4 separate regions of the Mus musculus genome follow, and all the other regions are linked to region 1. The links are chromatin contacts, called in public promoter capture Hi-C maps. All regions are on one chromosome and are shown on one strand. The core of a region is the stretch at or near the end of the contact, and the rest is flanking DNA. Distances in the headings are between cores, read along the strand shown. Region 1 holds the start of Cmtr1 (cap methyltransferase 1). Region 2 holds the start of Nudt3 (nudix (nucleotide diphosphate linked moiety X)-type motif 3). Region 3 holds the start of Uqcc2 (ubiquinol-cytochrome c reductase complex assembly factor 2). Region 4 holds the start of Hsf2bp (heat shock transcription factor 2 binding protein).

Region 1 (2,807 bases), core at 240-2,739:
TATTTAAAACAGTCGAAAAAAATCTTTAAAAAAAAAAAAAAGAATTACAGGCCGGGCGTGGTTGTGCACACCTCTAATTCCAGCACTTGGGAGGCAGAGGCAGGCGAATTTCTGAGTTGGAGGCCAGCCTGGTCTACAGAGTTCCAGGACAGCCAGGGCTACACAGAGAAACCCTGTCTCAAAAAGTCAAAAAAAAATTACAAAATCTTCAGGAAAAGTAGTGTATTCAAAGAACTCAGAAAAGAGAAAAGACTTAAAAGTTGGAGGTACACTGGTATCTTTGGGGAACAGGGACGCTGGGATACAAGAACAGACTTCTCTGGCGTTTGAGTCAGACATATAGTTTTAAGACCATGTGTTGTTTTGACTATGAACTGATACTCAATATTGTCTATGAAAATCAGAGCCAGTTCAACTTATTTCAAAATATTTGCTGGGGTGGAGGGAGAATGAGCATCAGCAGTCGAGGTAAGAAAGTAATGGAATTTGAAGGGATATAGCAATCCCTCCCCTTGAAACCTAGCAAAAGGTTTCCGTATTTCCAGCCCGAGGATGAACCTGTGGACCCAATGTACGATCATCCCAATCTCAGGTGGCAATTTCCTAAGTGACAGTAGCAGTGCCTATTAGAGGAAAGCAGGAAAGCCAGGCGACTGAGCCAACAGAAAGCCAGGCCCGAGGAGCCACATTTTTACTTGACATCACAGATAGGTGAGCCTACTGGAAAGCTCATCGCTGAGGCTTCACAGCACATAAAATGGGTCTCATTTAACTCTTAAGTCGTCCCGGTGGGTGTGGGTGAAGCGGGGGTGGGGGGTGCCACTGGGAACTCAGTGTGGTCTGCGATGGGGCAAGTGAGAGAACAGGAAACAGCTTTGTAGAAGGGCAAGGCGGCAGATACGAACGTCCCCCTCCACCACAGCACCTTCGACTGGGGCCTCGCAGGGAATCCAAGCCAATCCTCTCATTTCCTCGGCCAGGGGAAGGCCAAAGGGCTATCGAGTGACCTACAATGGCAGACGCGCTGTGACCAGGCACTTCTAAGCGCTGCTAACCCCCGTATGCAGAGGGGAAAGAAGGGAACGCCATCTCCCCGACGGAGCTTCTCCTTTGGAAACGTCAGGTGTGATACTGTGTGCGCGGCGACCAGCAGCAGCGGCAACCTCGGCTCCGAGAGGTTGCTGGGGACAAGACAGGGGGCAGGAGCAGAGAGAGGCTACCCGAAAGCGGGCAAAGCGGCCGCCGCAGGGGAAGGATGCTGTGCCCGTGCGCCCGCCCGCTCGCACCCCCGGGGCCGCGCGCCTGCACTCACGCTGAGGGGATGGGGCGAGTAGCCGGCGAGCGGAGACGAGGGACCAGGCCGCCACTGTCGCCGCCCAGGCTGGCCCTGCAACCTCCTCCTCCCTCACTTTCGTTTTCCTCGCAGGGCCGGCTAGCTGCGCGGTCGCGCTCGGAACCCGCCCCGCGGGCGGCGCCGCTTGATAACGTCACGAGCCCGCCAGCCCCGCCCCCGCTGGGCTCAGGCTTGGCCCTGGGGAACTGCCCAGGTCGCACAGCGCGCAGGACCCGAGGCGCCTGCGCGGAAGGGGGACCGCGAAAGAATGGGGGGGCAGAGAAAAGCCACTAGGAAAATAACCCTTGTCTACTCTCGCCCTAAAGAAGGGAAATCAATACTTCACCTCAGTTTATTCATCTTGTTATGGATTACCTGAAGAAGGAAAACTCCCAAGATGTCTTAATAAATCATGTGGAGTCTTTATTATTTATTACCACCGGTGGGGCTGTCTCAGGCAGAGGAGCGGGAAGCACCCTCGGACCTCCAGTTTGTTCGACATTTTAAAGACAAGGACTGCAACTGTGATGTATACAGAAAGGCAGCTCCAAACATGTGCAACAAGCAAACATTGCTTTTTTTTTCTTTTCAGAAGCAGAGTGATAACAATTAAATGGTCAGGCAGTTAACCTTTAGGTCAGAATCACAATCACATGGTATAGAAATTTATGGCTGATCAAGAGACCAGTTTAGCATAAGATTTAATGACTGGTCGAAGTGACCGGAGACGAATTTTTGCCCAAAATAGTTTTAGCAATGAAAGTATTCTTAGGAGCTAGGTGGTAGTGTCGAACACCTTTAATGCCAGCACTCAGAAAGCAGAGACAGGCATATCTCTGTGAGTTCGAAGCCAGCCTAGTCTACATAGCTACTTCCAGGACAGCCAGGGATATATTGTAAGACCCTGACTTGGAAAGTGGGAAAAAAAAATCCTAGAAAGTGTTTCACAACATGGCGTAACTAGTTTGGTAGCTTACTACAGTATCGTCATTATATAGATTTAAGAATACAGTCAGAGGAGCCGGGCGTGGTGGCACACGCCTTTAATCCCAGCACTCGGGAGGCAGAGGCAGGCCTATTTCTGAGTTCGAGGCCAGCCTGGTCTACAAAGTGAGTTCCAGGACAGCCAGGGCTACACAGAGAAACCCTGTCTCGAAAAACAAAACAAACAACAACAACAACAAAAAAGAATACAGTCAGAGACACAAACTGGCCAAGGTCAAAGACCTGTTCCTGTTCCATAGGACATATTTAACATTGGACTAGGCATAGCTCAGTGTCAAGACTGTTCGTCCGGTACACACCAGATCCTAGATCTGATTCTCAATGCCTCAGACTAAAAGAAATAATGGCATCTGTGGCATTTGACCATATGCACTGAGATGGGCTGTAACTCTAACTCCTCTTCCCATTTTCAGACCAATATAACTTTGTTGGACATTCTCAGCTGCGTTTGTCTCTTAAACCCCGAGAC
Region 2 (2,890 bases), core at 94-2,593, 2.0 Mb after region 1:
GTGTTTTGGCTGTATATATATCTGTGTGAAGGAGCCAACAGACAGTTGTGAGCTACTCTGTATGGTACCATGTGAACTACCATATACTGGGAATTGAATCAGGGTCCTCTGGAAGAACAGCCAGTGTTCTTAATCACTGAGCCATCCCTCCAGCCCCTTCATTTAGTTTTTAAAGAAGTTAGAATATGTGTGGACACATATGTCATAGAGCACATGTAGCGGTGAAGCTTGTGGGAGTTGGTTCTCTCCTTTCGCTATGTGTGCCAGGGATCTAGCTCAGGTGGTCAGGCTCCATGGCCAGTGCCCTTTTAAACTGACACATCTCTTGGGCCCCTCTAGATTATTAATGAAGTATACTACATACAAGATGATTAAAACAGGTAACGGGGACCCGTCAGATATCCCAGAAAGGTCATTTGCAGCCAGGCCTGACCACTTAAATTCAGTCTCCTGGTCCTCTGTGGTGGGAGAAAATGGATTCGTTTAAGTTGCCCTCTGACCTCACAGAAGCAATCATGGCGCACACACCTGTCCCCACAAACGTACGCTGTGCGCTTTGGGATTTATTTATAAATCTTGAATATCTTGACAGAATTTTCTAAACGTTTAGCACACGGTAATGGTGCCCGTTTTGTTGCAGGAACGCTGTAGCCCACTTTCACGTCCTCTAAGAGGGTCATCCCAGTGTTATAGTCACGGCCAGAAACCATATTTCATGATTTACGTACGTGTGCTGTGCACACTCTTACAGTCTCTCCCTTTCTGCTCCTGTTTAAGAGGATGGCGTTCTCTCTTTTCTTTCCTTCCTTTTTTATTTTCTTTTTTGCAGTGCTGAGGTTCGAACCCAGTCCCTCAAGCATGTCGCCAGGCAAGTGGCAGCTTTTGCCTTTTTTGCACAAATGGCTGCAGGACGCACATATGTCCAGACAGCTACCAACTGACCGCAAAGAGCAGCCCCGCCCCGCCCCACTCCTGATCCCCAGCAGCTAAGGTTGACAGTCTGCGGCGAGGGACAGCAGAGCGGCGCTGTCACTCTCCCTGTCATCTGAGCGGCGCGACCTTGGATCGGGCTGGGCCGCTCAGCCGGTGACCTTGGGCGGGCCCCTGCTCTCTGCCCAGCGGCGCCCGGGACCGTGGGGTCGCGGGTGGTGCCCACGCGCCGCGCCTCACCCGGCTTCCGCCATCCCCAGCCCTACGCTGTCTGCGTAGCAGCCGCGCCAGCTTCCGCGGCCTTCAGTGCAGACGCTCTCCCGCGCCGGGCGCGATTCCGGAACGCCGTCCGCGCTGCGCACGCGCGGCCGTCCGGCGAGCCCGCGTGCCTTACGCAGCTGACGCAGCGCGTCCAAAATGGCGGCGCGGTCGTCGTCGGGGGCGGCGGCGGTAGAGGGGGCGGTGGCGGTGGCGACGGCGGCCGTGACGGCGGCGCAGGGCCTGGGCCGGGGGCAATGAGGCTGTCCCGCCGCGGAGCCGTGTAGCGGACACACAGACCCTCCTCCCCGCCCTCTCGATCGAGCCTGGGGCGCGCGCGCGCGCGGCCGCCCGCCTGCAGCAGGCTCCCCTTCCCTGGACTCCGAGGCCCCGCACGGCACCCCCCACCCGGGCCCGGAGGATGATGAAGCTCAAGTCGAACCAGACCCGCACCTACGACGGCGACGGCTACAAGAAGCGGGCCGCGTGCCTGTGCTTCCGCAGCGAGAGCGAGGAGGAGGTGAGGCGCCCTGCCGGGGGTCGGCGGCGCCCGACGGGGTTTCCTGGGGAGAAGGGGGGGTGGGGAGCGGAGTGGAGAGGGCCCGGGGCAGCGGGATGCCATCCCGCGGCGGGCCGTCGGGGGTTGGCCGCCGTTCGCCCGGGGCAGTGGCTAGGCAGCTCGGCGCTCGGCACACGTGCATGGGGCGCAGGCCGGCCTTTGTGGCGGAGCGGAGGGCCGCTCCCTCCCTCCCTCCCTCCCCGCAGGGTTGCTGCTGGCCGAGGGGAGGTGGCTGCGGGCGAGCACTGGCAGCGACAAGCCGGGGCCAGCCGTTCGATTCTAACGTTGAGCTGCTGAGTCCGTATGGTTGGAGCCTGAAAAGAAAGGGCACTGGACACGGTTGTCGTCGAGGTTGTTATTCATATTGACCGGAACACTTCACGACCATCAAAAGCTGTATTTATGAAGATCTCTGTCCCGACGTTTCTCTGCTGTGCCCAATAGGATGAGTCGTAGGGTAAGCTAGGATAATAGAACGTTTTAGAGTCTTGTTCCTTTTTCCTTAAGGAACTTAAAAAAAAATTTTTTTTTCGGCTTCACAAAGCCGTTTCTGTGGTGATGAAGCGAGATTCATGAAAGGCGCGTGGTTTGTAAATCCACAAAGAATAGCTGCTTTGGAAATTCATAAAATGCCTGTGGGGACACATTGCTGTCGTGTGTGTGCATGGTGGTAAGATGGCAGTTCGCTTGAAAACAATGAAGGGCAGTGAAACTGAGTATGTTTTATCCCGGCCCTCGGCGGTGGGCTGGGGTGGCAAGCCTGCAGTACGGTGCATCGTGTTGAAATGGGCGACAGGAACTTGACCCGTTAGTTATGAAAGGCTCTGATGAAAGGGAGGATGGACTACCAGGAATCACTGTCCGGTAGATACTCAGGAGGAGGAAGAGGAGGAGGAGGAGGGGGAATTTAAATGAAATGACGGCCTGAAGAAAATCCGTGAAAGCATTCTTTGTGCTGTTGAGGGATTGCAAAACAGGAGTTTTGGAAATGTATACTTTGTTACTTTCCTTCATTACCAAAGGTCCCCGAAAGACGCGCTTTGTAAGTAAGCAAGGTCAAGTTTTAAATGATGCGCTGGCTTTGGAATACGTGAGGTAAAACTGTCTATGGTGAAGGCTGTTCTAGAAGCTTTGTTTTCTTCA
Region 3 (2,700 bases), core at 85-2,584, 2.5 Mb after region 1:
GGCTGGAAGCCACAAGGGCCCACCCAGGTATGGCTTTAAAGAGCACTCGCCTGGCCACAGCCAACTTGGGAGTCAGGGGTGGCGAGACCCCTTGCCCTGTCTTGGGCTGTAGGGGGAGTAACTTGATGGCAGCAAATGGTTCTCCCTTCCACCTGAGGTACAAGTGTGGTAAGAGGTTGAGAAAGGTGCCAGGGTGCCAGGGAAAGTTCGTGCCCACTGCCTCCTTCTGTGGTCTCCCTTCCTCTACCGGCTACACTGCAAGGGCTGGCCAGACAGACAGTCCCGTGAGCTGCCCCACCCCCACCCCAGGAATTGCTCCCTAGGTTGTGAATGTTGAGAGACATTAGGGTCTGACAGACCTAGTTTGGAATGTGGCTTTGTTCATTCATTCATTCATTGAGCACTAATTTACAGAGTGAGTTCCAGGACACCTGGGGCTGCACAGAGAAACCTTCTTTCTCAAAAGAAAAATCACACACACACACACACACACACACACACACATATGATACCCATGTGATATATATATTATGTTAAATTTTGCCATAATAAAAACACTCATTCTTAGAGCTAGAGAAATTAGTTATTAAGAGCATTTATTGCTCTTACAGAGAATCAGGTTCGGTCCCCAGAACTGACACATGTACATGGTGCAGGTAAACACTCATACATATTAGAATAAAGAAAACACACTATAAAAAAATTGTTTTAAAGATTTCCAGGCTGCAACAATGTTTTTGGTTCTTCATAAGAAACCGCTCCATGTGGTGAGCAATGTGACCGGGAGGCTGGAGATGTAGCTAAAGAACTCTATCAGAGGTCCATGTGGTAGAGATAAGTACAGGGTGATGAGTGTGAGTGGGGCAGCTGTGTGTGTGTGTGTGTGTGTGTGTGTGTGTGTGTGTGTGTGTGTGTGTGTGTGTACACGACGGACGGTGTGTGTGTGTGTGTGTGTGTATGTGTACACGACGGACGTTAAGATCAAACACATATCCATCCAATAACAACCTGTATTTACATGCAAATGTTTCGTTTATGCAAAACAGCAGAGGTCTCGGGGGAAGCTTTTTCAGTCTCGAGCTTGTGAAGTCATTGAAAACGAAGAGCAAAGCTTTCCCCAGGGTACACCGCGTTAGCTTTGCCCCTGGGAGCTGGGCGAGTACCAGAACCAAGAAGCTGAAGAGCTCAGACCTCGCTCTCAAAGGTGAGCAGCGCCGCTGCCTGGAGGGGTGTGGGCCGTTGGTAGAACTGCGCATGTCCACGGGGAAGGCCAGTGCGCCTTAGTGCGCACGCGCCCTCTGCGGTCTTGACTACTCCCCCCCAGGGGCGGGGCAAGCGGGGCCCAAGATGGCCGCTCTCCGCTACCGGCGTTTCCTTAAGCTCTGTGAGGAATGGCCAGTGGACGAGACCAAACGGGGCCGGGACTTGGGCGCTTACCTGCGGCAGCGGGTAGCGCAGGCCTTCCGGGAGGGAGAGAACACCCAGGTGACCGGAGGGGAGGAGGGTGGGCACGTCGAAGCGATGGGCGGCAAGGGTGGGGGATCTGCGCATGCGTCGGCCGCTGCCAGGCTGCACGTGCGCGAGGTACCCATCTTGCAGTTAGCTGCGGAGTGCGACGCCTTCTGCGCAGTTTCCTTCCTTGTCTGCACAGTGTAGTAGTCAGTGAAGCGGCCCTGAGGTCCAGATGCCACTAAAGAGTCAAATTGTAAGGCGGGGTTGTTTCTTCCTTACCATCGTTAATGTGTCTGCGAGCCCAGCCTATCCCCAGACACCTCCAGCTAAGCCTCACTGCCTTCCGTCACTGTGAAACTGAGTCTCCCACACAGGTCCCTTGTGTGAGTAGTAGACCTTCTCGCCCCACTCAGGTTTAGGTTACCTTACCAAGCACGGCCATGTGCATGCATAGAACTAGGTTAGTTTCCAGGGAAATCGCAGTGAATTAGATGAGGTCTTTCTCCTTTTGCCTTTGGATTCTTATTCAGGACACGAGGAACAAATAGACTCATAAGACAGTTCCAATGAGTACTCTGATCGTGGTAAATGTAACATTAGTCGGGTTCCTGAGGCTTGCCTGAGGAAGTTACACATAGGTCGGTCTCGAGGCAGGGAGACAGTGAACACTGACTGCACTTCGGGAAGGGTGGCCAGGCACTTCAGAGGAAACCAAACTGACATATTACAGAAAAGAAAGCAAGCCTACGGGTAGTGAGTGGCATGTCTACAGCTAAGATTTGAAGCTGAAGGAAGGCAGGAGCCAGGCACAATACAGATTTTTTTTTTTTTTTTTTTACCAACAGATATGTCTCTGTACCCTGTTAATGCAGTGCCCACTGGGGCCAGAGGAGGGCATTGGATCCCCTGGAACTGAAGTTAGAAGTGGTTGTGAGCCACCATGTGGGTACTAGGAATCAAACCTAGGTTCTTTTTAACTGCCCAGCCACCTGCACTAGGGGTCAGATCTTACCAGGAAGCAAGGGAGAAGCCACCGGGGACATTTAGTCAGGGGACTGACGTGCCCTGATTTTCAAAGGTTCCTCTGGTGCTCTGGCATTGGGGAACAAGGAGCTGCAGAGAGCCTGCCGTGGTAGCACCGGAAGAGAGAGATGCCGGTGGTGGTTTGGATAATGGTAGTGGCACAGGAGACAGAAGTAACAGAAAGCAGACCATAATGTGCGGGTCACATCAGCAGCGCGGGTGTCC
Region 4 (2,765 bases), core at 7-2,506, 2.4 Mb before region 1:
AAGCCTTCCGCCGCATCTTGAGACAGGTGCAGGCTTGTTGAATGGGGAATCAGCAAATCCACACACACGACGTCTGGGTGAGATGCAGGGATGTCTATTGTAGAGGGAAATTTTGAGGATCTAACTTGACTCTGTAAGTCCTGCATTCAAAACACACAGTTCTAAGCAGTGGGTAGTGAGATTTTCAAACACCAGGACCAAAAATGCAAGCTGGGGAGCAAATGTTTTTTTGTTGTTGTTGTCGTTGTTTGTTTGTTTTGACTCACATTCCATATTACTGTTCGCCATGGAAGGAAGCCAGGACCAGACCTCACCCAGGACAGGACCCTGGAGGCAGGAGCTGATGCAGAGGCCATGGAGGGTGCTCCTTACCGCCGTGCTCTTTGCAGTTTGCTCAGCCTGTTTTGTTTTTGTTTGTTTGTTTTTTTTTTCGAGACAGGGTTTCTCTGTATAACCCTGGCTGTCCTGGAACTCACTTTGTAGGCCAGGCTGACCTCGAACTCAGAAATCCGAACCCAGGACCACCAGTCCAGGGATGGCCCCGCCCATAATAGGTGGGGTCCTCCCCATCAGTCACTAAGACAATGCCTTACAGGCCTGCTACAATCTGATTTTATAGAGACATTTTCTTTACTGAGGTTCCCTCCTCCCATGACTTTAGCTCGTGTCAAGTTGACATAAACCAGCACAAGCGGGAACATACTAAACCAACATAAAAGAAGGCTTTTAACAATTGTGCAAACTTTAGGGACATCTAAAACTCTACGTTATCAAACATGAGAATTATTAGATTAGTATATTCTTCCAAGCTTTGGTGATTTAATTTTGATTTTTTTTTTTTTACCCCCATGTAGCCCAGCCTAGATTTTCCCATGCTATGTAGCAAGTTTGTCTTGAACTCCAGCTTCCGCCACCCAAGTGCTGGCACAGAAGCACTTGGGGCCAAGGGACGATGAGGTTTTCCCTGCGCGGTTTCTCACAGTGTATAGGTTTGGTTGTAGCATCTTCTCTCTAAACAGGGAAGGACGGATTCTGCTTGACTCTCAGGCCTCACTTTGCAGGTAACAAGTCTGAAACGCAACTGAAGTAGGAAAGCTACAGTAGAATCCAGGTCCATCTCATCCCTGGACCCAGAAAGCGAGAGTGAAGAGCAAATCGTCGAGATTTGAACCTTGTGGCTTTCCGTATCGTGGGGCATCTTAAGATTCCCGCGTTTTTGTGTGTGCGTGTTAGCGAGCTCTGCGCAGGCGCACGAAGCTGAGGCAGCGGCTATGGCCGCAACCGTGGGCGACGGGTCCGGTACTGAGGAGGCCTGCCGGGTCAGTGGGTGCCCTACATATGGGAGCTGCTGCTGATTACTCCCCTCAGGGCGGATCCAGTGCCTGAGGAGATGTCCCTGTAGCCCTGAGGGGACCTGGCCAGGAGCTGCGCGAGGGTGGGCCAGGGCCGGAGACAAGAGGCACAGTTCCAAATCATCTGCGGATGCCTCAGGTTAAAAAGTGGTAGCCCAGGCCTTAGGCCTTGAGGCTCCGGGGAGCCGGAGCTGAGAACTCACTTATCTGGGTTCTGCCCCTGATGCCCCTTCATGAGAGGGCCTGGTTAATGCCTACTTCCGGTAGGATGCCATTGTATGATGGTGTGAATGTTAGGGGTCAGCAAAAGCCAAATGCGGCCGCAGGGATCCCACCCGAGCGGTTCAGCCTGGGGCGCATTAACTTGCAGGCATTTTCTTTTGGCTTTTAGGAATATGAGTTCGGTTTTTCCCCTTACGTATTTCCATTCCCTCCTCCACCATATTTGTTCTTACTGAATCAGTCTTGACATGTTGCTCAGGCTGGCCTCCAACGCTTGGGCAAAGCCATATTTCACCCTCAGTCTCTTGAGAAGCTAGGACTGTGGGTGTGAATCATCACCCTTGTCCCCGTCATCATGGCCCTCTGTATATAAAGCCCATGTGTACACACACATCTATATCCATATATGTGTAACAGGAGGGACATTAGGTGCCAAGAGTGGTGGAAGAGACTGTAACCCAGCACTATGGAGGCAGAGGCCTACACACTGCTTAGTCTACATAGTTCCAGAACAACCAAAGCTACGCAGTGAGACCCTCTCAAAAACCAAATAAAAACCTTAACACACACACACACACACACACACACACACACAGGTACGTATGTAAACACATTTGTGAGGCAATTATGAATGTAAGAGGCATGAAAGAAAAACACATTTGTGAGGCAATTATGAATGTAAGAGGCATGAAAGAAAAGGGAGCAAGTCGATTTGGGATGCTAGTTCTAGTCATCTGAAGAGAAATACTACAATGCTAAGATCTACTTGTTCTTTTAGAACATGGAATCTAAAGAAGAATTTGTTAAAGTCAGAAAGAAGGACCTGGAACGGCTGACGACGGAAGTGATGCAAATACGGGACTTCTTACCCAGAATACTAAATGGGGAGTTACTGGAAAGTTTCCAGAAATTAAAGATGGTAGAAAAAAGTGAGTCTTACCTCATGCATGCCACTTGTCTTTGGGTGGGCAGGGGAGTTGAGCGAAGTTCAGGATTGCTAGGACTTGTCTATCCAGATGTTTGACATTTGAGCAACATACCAGATATGAGTCTGGAACCCTGTTAAATTTTTTGGGAGGTATTTGGAGCTTTTGTCAGCACTTTACCAATTGGGACTGGATTGCAATGACATCAGCTTTTGGTGGGTAAGGCTAATTTTTCAAGTTACATCTGACTGCCAGCTCTCATAGT

Evidence for each region. Promoter capture Hi-C pulls out the DNA fragments that hold promoters and counts their contacts.
Region 2: a promoter capture Hi-C map of pre-B cells shows a contact between it and region 1, with 4 times the contacts expected there. The contact joins the promoter of Nudt3 here to the promoter of Cmtr1 in region 1. A contact is called at or near these places in 2 of 39 promoter capture datasets (liver and pre-B cells).
Region 3: a promoter capture Hi-C map of pre-B cells shows a contact between it and region 1, with 4 times the contacts expected there. The contact joins the promoter of Uqcc2 here to the promoter of Cmtr1 in region 1. A contact is called at or near these places in 2 of 39 promoter capture datasets (liver and pre-B cells).
Region 4: a promoter capture Hi-C map of liver shows a contact between it and region 1, with 4 times the contacts expected there. The contact joins the promoter of Hsf2bp here to the promoter of Cmtr1 in region 1.

Annotation. Positions count from the first base shown.
Region 1 is chr17:29,659,277-29,662,083 of GRCm38.p6, reverse strand. It overlaps Cmtr1 (cap methyltransferase 1), which reads right to left and starts at 1,489. Exons shown (of 24, transcript NM_028791.6): 1 at 1,313-1,489. All of the region lies in intron 7 of Gm28043 (predicted gene, 28043), which reads right to left.
Region 2 is chr17:27,621,905-27,624,794 of GRCm38.p6, reverse strand. Nudt3 (nudix (nucleotide diphosphate linked moiety X)-type motif 3) reads left to right here and starts at 1,343. Exons shown (of 5, transcript NM_019837.2): 1 at 1,343-1,708. The coding sequence starts at 1,610.
Region 3 is chr17:27,132,525-27,135,224 of GRCm38.p6, reverse strand. It overlaps Uqcc2 (ubiquinol-cytochrome c reductase complex assembly factor 2), which reads left to right and starts at 1,334. Exons shown (of 4, transcript NM_026063.2): 1 at 1,334-1,485. The coding sequence starts at 1,348.
Region 4 is chr17:32,032,999-32,035,763 of GRCm38.p6, reverse strand. Hsf2bp (heat shock transcription factor 2 binding protein) reads left to right here and starts at 1,256. Exons shown (of 8, transcript NM_028902.1): 1 at 1,256-1,319; 2 at 2,353-2,503. The coding sequence starts at 1,272.